Regions from separate parts of the Ornithorhynchus anatinus genome. Here region 1 is linked to region 2. A link is a contact called in public Hi-C data. All regions are on one chromosome and are shown on one strand. Each heading gives the region's core, a stretch centred on a gene start, on an enhancer-like site or on the middle of the called end of the contact. The rest is flanking DNA. Distances are from core to core; before and after follow the strand shown.

Region 1 (6,266 bases), core at 3,325-5,824, 39 kb before region 2:
GGTCTCCTGAGTCTCAACCCGGTTCCCCACCCAGCTAGGTCACAGTGCTTCTCAGCGAGGCTGGGTTTGGATGTGTAACCTGGCCCCAAATCACCGGGTTCCTTACCTCGCATTGGGTAGATGGTAGAGCAAAGCTGTACGTGGGTATTTTCCTTTCCGACTAGCTCCCGGAAAGACAAACCTGTTGGCTTTTGATCCCTATGGGCAAAGACGGGTGGAAGGTTTTCCTCAGGGGGAAGAAAGGCTCTCCAGGACTTCTCATGCTCCCCTCACCCCCCAAGGAAAGCGATTGCAAGGGGACAGAGGTTTCAGGGCAGGGGCTGCTCAGGGATAAAGCTTGCTTCCTGCTTTTTCTAGACAAAAATTGTTAAGCAGATTTCTATGAAATGTGATATAAAGGAAAAACACTCTTTCAGCTTTTGGGCGGGCAGGATCTGGAAGGGTTCCACCTTCCCAAGAAGGCCAAAATGAGGACAGGGAAAGGAAGTGGGTGCACCCCTTCGACTTCCTTAGAAGACAGCTGCCTGGCCGCTTTTACGGTGTAAGGGGCTCTTCCTCCCACAGCGCTCGCTACAACATCTAGGATGAGATGGAAGCCGAAGAAATCTACGCATTGGCAATGTTTCGGGTCTGAAAGTCAGGGCGCCTAGGTTCGATTTATCTTGGAAATAGAGTTGCTTCAGGACGCAGTGCTATATAACCGTTGTTACCAAAGAAATGTCTTTATACTCTCCCATCTCCCCTATCTGTGATGCATTTTAATGTTCTTCTCCTACTCTAGACTGTGACCTCCTTGTGGGCAGGAAGCGTGACTACCAACTCTACTGTATTGTACTCTCCCGACTGCTTAGTACAGTGCAGTACTCTGTCCACAGTAAGTGTTCAGTAAATGCCACAGATCGATCGATTAACTCAAATATCCCTGTTTTCGGGTGCCTAAGACTTTGCTTATATATTCATAAACAGAGGTCATGGGTTCTGATCCCAGCTTCGCCACCTGTCAGCTGTGTGACTTTGGGCAGGTCACTTCACTTCTCTGTGCCTCAGGGACCTCATCTGTAAAATGGGGATGAAAACTGTGAGCCCCACGTGGGACAACCTGATCACCTTGTATCCTCCCAGCGCTTAGAACAGTGCTTTGCACAAAGTAAGCGCTTAACAAATGCCATCATTATTATTATTACTATTATAAACAATTGAGAGAGAGTAGATGAGTCCACTATAGGTTTATCCAGAAGAGGGCAGGAGAGGCCACTAAAATCTTTAAAGTACCTTAACTACCGGGAAAAATCACCAAATCAGACATAAACCACCAGTGGATTTGCACCTATGCATGTATGTCAGTGCCAATGAATATGCATATAACTATGTATGCATACATAGTATGTAATATATACATGCGTACATAAATTCATCTGTCCTTCGATTTCAAAGATGGCACAAATCCCAAAGAAGCTGTCTCACTGGGCCTCTCGCTTCGGACCTCTGGGTCCCAACCCACCAGAGAGAAGCTGCCGCAGCCCTAAACCACCGGGGCTTCCATCAGTCTCTGCTCCAGCCCAGGAAGGAGTCAAGTGATAGCCGAGTGAGGTCTTCTCAACCTCTACAATAACGGGAAGCCCACTGCCGTGGCCATGGCTGAGACCTCGGTGACTCTTGGTCTGAGCCAAGACCAATAATTTTTCTTATTCTGATTATAAGCAGTAAACAGTGATGGTGCTGAACTCCACATCTGCCCTCATCCTTCTTAGTGATCTCATATCAGAAGAAACCAAGGGACGGAAACAGCCCTCGCGGCCCGCCCCCACCCCGCACAAATTCCCTTTCCCATGGCCATCAGCCTCCTGCATCGCTCCTCTCTCTCCTTGGCTTTCCTGAGGCCCACTGAGGGAAAAGCTTGTGGGAGGAGAGGCTGGAGAAGACCTTGTGACTGTGCTCTGACTCATGTCTCGTCTACCTCCTTCTACGGGTTGCTTCCTAGGAAGGGGAGGAGGGGAGGGCTGGAGAAGGCCTGCTGAAGGATTACGATAAAGCAGCGGGCGTAGTTACGGTCCAAACCACTCTGTCCCATTCCCATCACCCCTGGCCCGAGTCAGCTCCAGAAATGGGCTAGCCCATCCTCTCCTCCGAGCTGCACTCTCTAACAAACTGCCCCTTGATTAGGCTTCACAACCACCCCAGCAAAGAGTTCTGGTTACAGATCTGGGGATCTGCACACCCTCACTAACTCTTAATCCTGGATTTCTCCACAGGAGTTGGTCGCAGATTATGTCATCTAAGTCACATGGTTCTACCCCACAGTGCTCCTCATTTCGGAGAACTGAACCCACCAGCCTGACGACATTCCTCCAAGAGGAACTGAATTCCTCAGATGGGTCTCTAAATTGACTTGAGGCAGTCCAGTTGCCCCATTTTTCCCTGAAAACTCTGCATACTTATGAAATGCTCTGATATAATCACGATAACTGAAATAGTATTGCCTGGTAAAAGAGCACTGGCCTGGGAGTCAGGAGACCTGGATTCTAATCCCGGAACTGCACTTAACAGTAATAGTATTTATTAAGCGATGACTGTATGCAGAACACTGAACTGAGCTCTTGCCGTATGACCTTGGTCAAATCACTTGAGGTCTCTGGGCTGCCATTTCCTTATCAGGTTAGACCACTGGCCCAAGATGAGTCCCTTCATCAAGCAGGCTTCAGATCAATATTTACTAACTGCCCTAACTACTCTGAACATGCAGAAAATCAAAATCTCCGAACCCAGATGGTATTTGCACGTTTTATTCACCCCACCCTCGGCCCCACTGCACTTATGGACATAACGATAATGTATTAATTTATATTAATGTCTGTGTCCCCTTCTATATCAGCGCAATGTGAGCAGGGAACATGTCTACAGACTTGCTTATATTGTACTCTCCCAAGAGCTTAGTAAAGTGCTCTGCAAACAGTAAGTGCTCAATAAATACAATTGATTGCCATTTTCATTTTTATTTATCGCCACTTGTCTGCTGTGTGACCTTGGGCAAGTCACTTAACTTCTCTGTGCCTCAGGTCCCTCATCTGCAAAATGGGGATTAAGACTCACATGGGACAGGGAGCATGTCCAAGCCAATTTGCTTGTCTGTATTCACCCCAGTGCTTAGTACAATGCTTGGCACATAGTAAAAGCTCCACAGATACTACAATTATTATTATTATTATGTTTGCTTTAGGATCCAGAGCTCAGATGGATTTCCTGTACTCTCCTCAGAAAAGAGCTTCGGGGACTTAATGCTTATAACATGCGGGAGGATCTGAAACTGCTCAGATACACTGGAAAATGGAGGCAGAGACTAGGCAGGGTGGGGTGCAGTGACGTTAACTATAAAACTTTATTGACTGAACTTTAGTTGCCTCAGGTTCCTCCCTGGAAAAGGCCAAACAATATAACAGACATATTCCCTGCCCAGATGAGCTAACATAATATAAATAAATTATGGATATGTAAATACGTGCTGTGGGGGTGGGAGTGGTGAATAAAGGGAGCAAGACAGAGGTGAAGCAGAAGGGAGTGGGAAAAGAGAAAATGAGGGCTTAGTCAGGGAAGGCCTCTTGGAGGAGATGTGCCTTCAGTAAGGCTTTGAAGGTGGGAGAGTAACTGTCAGATATGAAGAGGGAGGGTGTTCCAGGACAGAGGGAGGATGTAGGCGAGAGGCTGGTGATGAGATCGATGAAATTAAGGTACAGTGAGTAGGTTGGCATTAGAGGAGTGAGGTTCGCAAGGTTCGGTTGTAGTAGGAGAGTAGTGAGGTGAGGTAGGAGGGCGTAAGGTGATTTAATGCTTTAAAGCGGACAGTAAGAAGTTTGAGTTTGATGAGGAGGTGGATGGACAACCTGTGGAGGTTCTTGAGGACTGAACGCAGAAACAGTAAAGCACTTCCTGCAAAACTACAAAGACCTTTAGACCTGCCTGCTTCCTTCTACACCAGCGCTTACTAACAATGCCGCGGGGAAGGATCGAATTCCAGGCAACTTTTCCCCTTTATGTCTGGTAAGAATAAACTGGAACAGGCTAGTCTGTCTCCTAATCTAGTTTGCCAGTTCCTTTAGAAGAGTTGGAGGAAAGGGATGATACTGTTCCACACATCTCTGGAGTCCAGAAAAATCCACTCTGTGACAGGATAGGAGTAACCGAACATGTCACATGTCCAGGGAAATTGCAACAGAGGAAGTGAGATTGAGAAATAGCAAGTCCAAGGATAAATGTTGTGTGCGTGTTTGTGTTTGTGGGGCGGAGAGGGAGAGAGAGGGGGAGAGAGAAGTGGGGAGAGAAAGGAGGGAGCTGGGAAGCAGGAGGAGGAAAAGGAGGATGGTGAAGAGATCTAATCCCTTCCCAGACTATGAAAGATAATAGCAATAGTCTTTGCTAAATACTTACCATGTGTCAAGCACTCTACCGGTGCTGGGGTAGATACCATCAGATCAGACATAGCTATTGCCATATTTGAGGCTCACAGTCCAAGTGGGAAGAGGAAAACATGTTTAATCTAAAATCTTTTGGGCACGTTCGAGGAAATGAAACAGAAGCAACCTGGTTTAGTGAATAATAATAGTAATGTTGGTATTTGTTAAGCGCTTACTATGTGCAGAGCACTGTTCTAAGCACTGGGGTAGGCACAAGGTAATTAGGTTGTCCCACATGAGGCTCACAGTCTTAATCCCCATTTTACAGATGAAGTAACTGAGGCACCGAGAGGTAAAGTGACTTGTCAAAGTCACATAGCTGACAAGTGGAGGAGCCGGGATTAGAACCCATGACCTCTGATTCCCAAGCCCGTGCTCTTGCCACTGAGCCACTAGCATGGGCCTGCGGGTCAGAAGGCTCTAATCCTGGCTCCACACATTTCTGCTGTGTGACCCTGGACAAGTCACTTAATTCCTCTGGGCCTTGGTTACTTCATCTGTAAAATGGAGATTAAGAGTGTGAGCCCCTTGTGGGACAGGGACTGTGTCCTACCTGATTAACGTGTATCTACTCCAGCACTTAGAACAGTGCTTGGCACACGGTAAGTTCTTAACAAGTACTATTATTATTATTATGAGTAAAATATTAATAATAATAACAGATCGGTTCAGGAGCTAACACTATGTATTTTCCCAAGGGTTTAATAAGTGCTTGGCACAGAGAAGCACTTGACAAAAACCATAATTATTTAATCCACACTTCAAAGATGTGGAAACTGAAACACCAAGAAGTTCAGCGACTTGCCCAAAGTCACACAGAAGGCAGGATTAGGAACCAGGTCTCCTAACTCCCAGGCCTGTGCTCTTTCCATTAGGCTACGCTGCTTCTCAGGAAAGGTGTCAGGAGAGACTTGCCCTGGACAACCCAGGGGAAGGACACAAACTGGAAAAGGAAGGGTGTACTGTATCATTAACAAATTAACACCTTGTAATATTAATGTAAAACACGTCTGACATGATCTAGGCATTCACTCGTTCATTCAGTGGCATTTATTGAGCGCTTACTGAAAACTACACTGATCAGACCGGCTGGGGTTGTTTTTCCTGCTGTGTTCATGGGCTCCTCAAACACAGGGCAGCAGAGGCAATTGCTCAACATCACGCAGCATGGGAGCAGTGACATCCCTTCTAGACTGTAAGCTCACTGTGGTCAGGGAACGTGTCTACCAACTCTGTTATATTATACTCTCCCAAACGCTTACTGCAGTGCTCTGAAGGCTGTGAACCCGACATGGGACGGGGACTGCGTCTGACCTAATTATCTTGTATCTACCCCAGCGCTCAGTAAGTTAGAACTTAGTAAGCACTTAACAAATTCCATAAAAAAAATTTGTGCTCAATAAATATGATAGCCTGGTTGATTTTTCAGGTTCCCTCACTGCATATTCATTGACCAGATATCCATCACCAGCGGAGACCAGGGAGACCCACGGCACTAAAGCGAGGACGGTGGAGGAAAGTGGGGGACAGGAAAGGGCCCTTGGCCACTCTGGCCGGATTTTTAGAGAACCCAGGTTTCAGTCTAAATGAGTACTAAGCCTGTTTAGAGGAAGTGGGTTTTTCATCAGATTTAGCCTCTTCACACCCTGACAAATTAGTCAGTCGTATTTATGGAATCCTTACTCTATGCGGAGTCTCTCCCTTTAGGCTGTAAGCTCATGATGGGCAGGGAATGTGTGTGTTTATTGTTATATTGTACCCTCTCAAGCGCTTAGTACAGTGTTCTGCACGCAGTAAGAGCTCAATAAATACAATTGA
Region 2 (6,018 bases), core at 618-3,117:
AGCAGACAAGGGGCGGAGCACTTACTGTGTGTAAAGCACGGAAGTGCTTAGTACGGTGTCCCGTGCACAGAAAGCGCCCAATAAATACCACTGATGGATCGCTGGCGTTAGGGCCATTCAAACCGGAGCAGAGAAAAGATGACTGCCCAAAGGTGCTTCGCAACTTGGCTCTCGACTGAGTCACTCAGTTGTATTTATTGAGCGCTTACTGTGTGCAGAGCACTGTAATAAGCGTTTGGGAGAGTACAGTGCAAAAATGAACAGACACATTCCCTGCCCACAAAGAGTTTACAGTCTAGAGGGAACCAGGGATCGGGACTAAAATACCCATATCAGAGTATGCCTGCCAAGTAACCTTTTTACAACCAGTACATTAATTGGTAAAGAGGTTGGGGGCAAAATGGATCGATAAGCAAAGGTGCTGGTCCAGAGATCCAAATCAGTTGAAGTTTTCAGGATTATATTTTTTTCCTATTTAATTTCTCCTCAACCACAGAGTATCCCCATCCAGTGCAGAGAGAAAAATCTTGGGAAAGTGGACGTTGAACATTTTGCCTAGAGGGGAGTGGGTGAAGGGGCAAACTCGGGTCTGGAAACAGTTCTAGAATCTATGCTTCTTTAAAAAAAAATCATATGGGATTTGGGAATAAAGGATTTATCCACTGGTGAGGCCAGGGACCTTTATCTATGCAGCATTACCTTTATTTTAAAATAGTTTAATCTTATAATAGAGTACTAGAGGTGACTTTGGGCCTAAAATTGTAGACTCACAGGGCTACAGTACACCCCCAAAAGGTTATCTGGCCCCTTCTTTTTCTCTCACCCCTTCCCTATCTAAGGAAAGTGGTAGGCAGTTCTCAGCAAGAATGGAGACTCTCCAGCCTCAGTCAATCAGTGATATTTATTGAGCACTCACTGACTGCAGAGCACTGTACTAAGTGCTTGGGAGAGCACCTTCCCTGCCCACAGTGAGATTATAGTCTAGAGGTCTGCCTCCCTTGGAAATTTATTCCTTTGCTTTAGAGTCAAAAAATTCCCCTTTGTTTCCAAACAAACTTGTTGAAATCCTCAGAAAACTAAGAATAAGTCTTCATGGACATGAGGGTTTACATTTCAGCCTGGGCAAGCTTTCTTCCTTTTTTCCATCCTTTAAATCATATCTGTAGCATTACTCTGATCTCTCCAACATCTACTGTAAGATGTGGGAACCAGAACTGGACACATAAGACCTTGGCCAATGCCAAGTAGAGTGAAGATATTATTCCCCAGCAACGTCACACATTCCAGAATATTCGTTCACTTTTCAGGCTGTTATGACCTCTTGTTTTGCCCAGGAAGCTCAGCGTGTCCCTCATCTTGTCTTTCAGATTTGGGTTTTTTTGGTTTCTTCCCCATTGAACTTTTTCCTGTATTTGATAGACGATTTCTTTAAACTGCCACAGTCACTTCGAATTCTGACCCGATCTTATCCAGTTTTAGTAATTCCGCCCAATTAAGATCTCCTGCAAATATAGGGTTTATATATATAAAGCTTGTACTGAGATCAGATGTTTAAATTGCAGTCATGATAAAAGAGGGGTGTGATTATCAGGAATTTCTGGGCCGAACAAAAATGCAGCGGGAGGATCCTGAAGCATTTTTCTTTGATTTCTGGCTAACCACAAGCCCTTCACTTCTGGAAGGAACATAAATGCCGGTTTCTATGGGCCCCAGTCTTATCATCGATGAAGAATTCCTTCCTCGCCTTCCCTTTGTGAGGATGGGCGATTGCTGCCATTGCATGTGTCGGGTTTCTCATGTACACACTGCTTAGAGGCAAGTCGGTACACAATGGCAGCAGAGGAATTTCCAGAGAGCACGTAGGAGAGCCGGAGACAGCCCTGGGCTACTGCCCTCTCTTTCAGGGCAGTGTTTCTGCAAGTTGAAAAAATGGACGAAGGGAACGGGAGGAAGAAATAGAAAAAGCTAAACACTGGTTGCCTTACCCAGGGGTGACTCAGAGACGGCAGAGATGTGACACATTCTGATAGTACACTCTAGGTATTTTCTATTTCTCTACCCGGAGGTTTATCTAGTTGAGTCCTGATGATGGGCTGGTCTCATGGAGAGTCTTCCATAAAGCAAAGCAGTTATAGCATTTAGGAGTAAGAGACACGATTCAGGCTTGCCAAGAGGTGATCAATAATGTGTCTCTTGGGTGCTTTGAAGTCACCTGGGTTTTTTTAATGCACGAACATTGCCTTTATTGCTGTAAAAAGTAACTAGCTGTATCTCTTATTCCTATCTAGTGCCTGAAAACAATGAGTTTATTTTTTTCATTGAGCCTTCACTTTAGACAAGATTTGGATTTGTCCTTTGATCGTGAAAATGGGCTTGATCCTTTCTTTGAAACCTCTTTTCCCATGTTGTTTGTCAAGTGCTTGTGATGCAGTCTTCTCTTTATGCTGACATATAAAAAAAATTCCTCGGTATAGACTCAAGATTCCTCCTTCGTTTTATGGCCAAATGAAGGAATGGGCGTGGTTATTACTGGCCCCTGTCTTTATTTTCATAGGTCTTGTAATTGGGAGCTTATGGTTTTCTTCTGTTTCAATAGGAAAGCTGCTTTGAAAAATAAATTTGACCTACAGTTTGTCAGGGGAAAACTATCGATGGTCCTGTCATCCCCAGTTCCAATAAACTCATTTCTCCTGGGTTCCTGCCCTGGAATTTTGAAGGCTGGCCAGTCTTGCCAAAAGATGACTGCCCTCAGTTTAATAGGGATAAAGTTAGGAATAGGTTAAAAAGATGATGATCTCAGTTTGGACTCTCTCATGCTAGTATTCTAAACAGATTAGAAATATGGTGCTCTGCACACAGTAAACACTTGATAAATATCACTGATTAAAAATCGGTTTAAACTTGATGACCCCCCCCCCCCCCCCCCCGCAAAACTGTAAATACCTCATACCTCTGATCTTGTCAGTTCACTGATAATCACTCTGAGAGTTCACACCCACCAGCCTCAGGGACATTGATTGGCCCTTAATTTCTAAAGAAACCACTTTCAGCTAACCCTTTGTTTTACTTTGTGATAGAGGGTAACTTGAAGTCAGGCATTAGGCATTTTTTGGTGCTCTTAATCATTATAGTTGGATTTAAACATCAAGATTTCTGCATAAGTTTAAATATTTTTCTTTGCATTCTCCATGCCCCTCCCCCCCAGAAGGCAAAGGAGAGGTTACTTCAAAATTGGGGTGCTTTTTTCTTAGGGTGGGAGGATGGGGGTGTTCAGGAAGAGAATTGAAGTTAGTGGTAGTGCTTTAGAAAAATGTTAAAGACTTTGGAGGCCGTTTAAGTTACAGGCTACTCATGTGCATTTCTTGCTGCTTTATTTTTCATTTTTCATTTTAGTGAGATCACGGACTATAGGAGAACTTTTAGCCCCGGCAGCTCCTTTCGACAAGAAGTCTGGGCGTGAAAACTGGACTGTTGCCTTTGCTCCGGATGGGTCTTACTTTGCTTGGTCACAAGGACATCGCACTGTGAAGTTGGTTCCGTGGGCCCAGTGCCTTAAGAACTTGTAAGACTTCCCTTTTCCTTATAACCTTGTCAGTCATGCAGAATCCCAGGTTTGCTCATATACCTTTCTTCTTGGGTGCTGTGAGGCATTGATCAACGACTCAGCTCTCAAGTCAGATGGAAAGGTGCTTTCGTCTTCGCACTGTATATTCTCAGTTATCAGAAATGTTGCACAGGGGTATTTGGACCAACATAATACTAAACACTCCCTTAGAAGAAATTGGCCTATAAACAGCTAAATTTCCTCAGATAAATTCAGGTGGCTAAGAAGCCTGTTGTGCTGGTGGCTTGTTACCAGCTTTTTGTGGGGGGGAATGAACAGCTTTATCCCAAGTGTCACAAAAGAAAGCTTAAGTAGACGTGTCAGCTCTCTGCTATTTGAAGGTCTAGGACCTCTCGGTACACGGAGGGAATGATTGACTGCGTGAATTTGCTAAAAAGAAGCCTTGGAATCTGGCATTGGCATTTTTTCCACCCTCCCTTTACTTGGTGCCATTTTCAGATTAATTGGTGTCTTTAATAAGCATTTAAAAATCATTTAAACTTGTTTTTCAGCTTGTTGCCCGGCTCCACCAAGAATGTCACCAATTCAAGACTCTCCAGACAAAATAGCGACGGTGGTCAAAAGAACAAGCCTTGTGAGCACATCATAGACTGTGGAGATATAGTCTGGAGTCTCGCCTTTGGGTCTTCGGTGCCTGAAAAACAGAGTCGTTGCGTGAATATAGAATGGCATCGATTCAAGTTTGGTCAGGATCAGCTCCTTCTCGCAACAGGGTTAAACAATGGGCGTATCAAGATATGGGATGTGTACACAGGTATAGGATCCTCTTGGAAAGCTCTTGATGTCTTGGTCTACTTCTTAATTAATTGTGGCACGCTCATTTCCCCTTCGAAGTGAAGTGATATACGTAGTCACTGAGAGCAGAGTGTTTGAGTTCATTGCTTAAAAGTAGAAAATTCTTCAGAATTAGACAGAATGGGATCTCTTTAATACGTTGGTTTTGGGGTTTTTTTTTTGATCTGGAAGGAGTATATAGCGGTCAGCCTGTGCTTGGCATCCTGGGACTTTTAAAAAGGTTTATTTTTTATTTCCTGAGCTACTACAACTTGTCTGCCCCCCCTTTTTTTTTTAACTTGGTAAAACTCTATACCCTTTGCCTATTGCTTACGGAAAGAGTCCTTGGGAGAGAGGAAGTGCGCCAGTTGCTAGTTAATTATTATTGCCCAAATAGTAATTCACTTCATCTTCCCAGCTTAAAAAGGTGTTTTCATGTGGTCCTTGTTCATGATTGGATCACCCTGAGGTTTCAAGGCAAACTCCTCATCAATCATTACCTAACCCCAGGAATGCTTAAGGGGCAGCAGGGTTGAAAGTTTTAACTCCTTCAATGAGATACTGCGACTTTACTCACTCTGGGTGATCAAATTAATAAGCAGTTCTTTTTCTGAAAAGCTGATGGTATTTACTGAGCACTTACTATGTGCAGAGCACTGTACTAACCACTTGGGAGAGGAGAGTGTAATAATAGACACATTCTCTGCCCACAATGAGCTCACAGCATAGAGGAGGAGTTCTGGATAAGGAAAACTTTACTGTATTTTTTTTTTCCAAAATTGCATCCCAGGCAATTTTCTGAAATGGATGTCTGGTGTAATTTTTTTATATACAAAAGTTAAATCATCTTGACCCAGGAATATGATTAAATGGCCAACTCCTCAAGGATCCCTGAACTTTTAGTGATCCCAGAGCTTACCAGAGAAAGAAGAAAATTTTAGAATTAAATCTCATGGATTTTATTTTTTTCCTCTTGAACCCAAACAATTAACCCTCTAAATAAAACACTAATTTTTCCTGGATTTTCATGTAGGGATCATAGAAGCTTTCACTCAGTGATTAAAATCACTAAACAATCTTCTTCCCCTTCTTCCTCTTTTTACAGGATTGATAATTTGAAGTATTTTGTTTAAGATCAATATCTTTTTTCCTTTTAGGAAAGCTCCTCCTTAACCTGATGGACCACAGTGAAGTAGTAAGAGATTTAACTTTTGCCCCAGATGGCAGCCTGATTCTAGTGTCAGCTTCAAGAGACAAAACTCTAAGAGTGTGGGATCTGAAAGATGATGGTAAGTGTCATTTATAGGGCCTGAGGAAGGATAAGCCCACAGGGATCTTATAGTCTAGAAGGGGAGACCGATACAGTGTTTATGTGAAGTACAGATATGCACATAAGTGCTGTGGGGCGGAAGGTGAGGTGAATAAAGGATACCAGAGGAGAGTTTTGTGCAGAACTCTGCTATAGATTCAAGCAGTAGAGTGAAATACAGTTTGGCGAGACCGGAGGCAAGGGAAACCAGTGAGGAGGCGGATAAGTAGTCAAGCTAGGACACTGGCTTATTCATTCAGTGGTGTCATCTGGTCCCGTTCTGAGACGGAATGCCATAACATGGACTGTG

Evidence for each region. Hi-C and Micro-C count contacts between places; a contact is called where the count stands out from the background.
Region 1: a contact with region 2 is called in a Hi-C map of fibroblasts, with 5 times the contacts expected there. The contact joins two enhancer-like sites. A contact is called at or near these places in 2 of 2 Hi-C or Micro-C datasets (fibroblasts and liver).

What each region holds. Positions count from the first base shown.
Region 1 is chr17:10,152,764-10,159,029 of mOrnAna1.pri.v4, reverse strand. No RefSeq gene overlaps it. Among named protein-coding and RNA genes, the nearest start is that of NF1, 20 kb to the left of the region's middle. Within about 2 kb of position 4,574, the one cell type or tissue checked has an H3K27ac peak away from gene starts, as active enhancers do. A contact at or near this core is called in fibroblasts, where this site is marked.
Region 2 is chr17:10,111,145-10,117,162 of mOrnAna1.pri.v4, reverse strand. It overlaps WSB1 (WD repeat and SOCS box-containing protein 1), which reads left to right. Exons shown (of 9, transcript XM_001506620.4): 2 at 3,394-3,562; 3 at 4,117-4,379; 4 at 5,557-5,688. Among named protein-coding and RNA genes, the nearest start is that of WSB1, 5.8 kb to the left of the region's middle. Within about 2 kb of position 1,867, the one cell type or tissue checked has an H3K27ac peak away from gene starts, as active enhancers do. A contact at or near this core is called in fibroblasts, where this site is marked.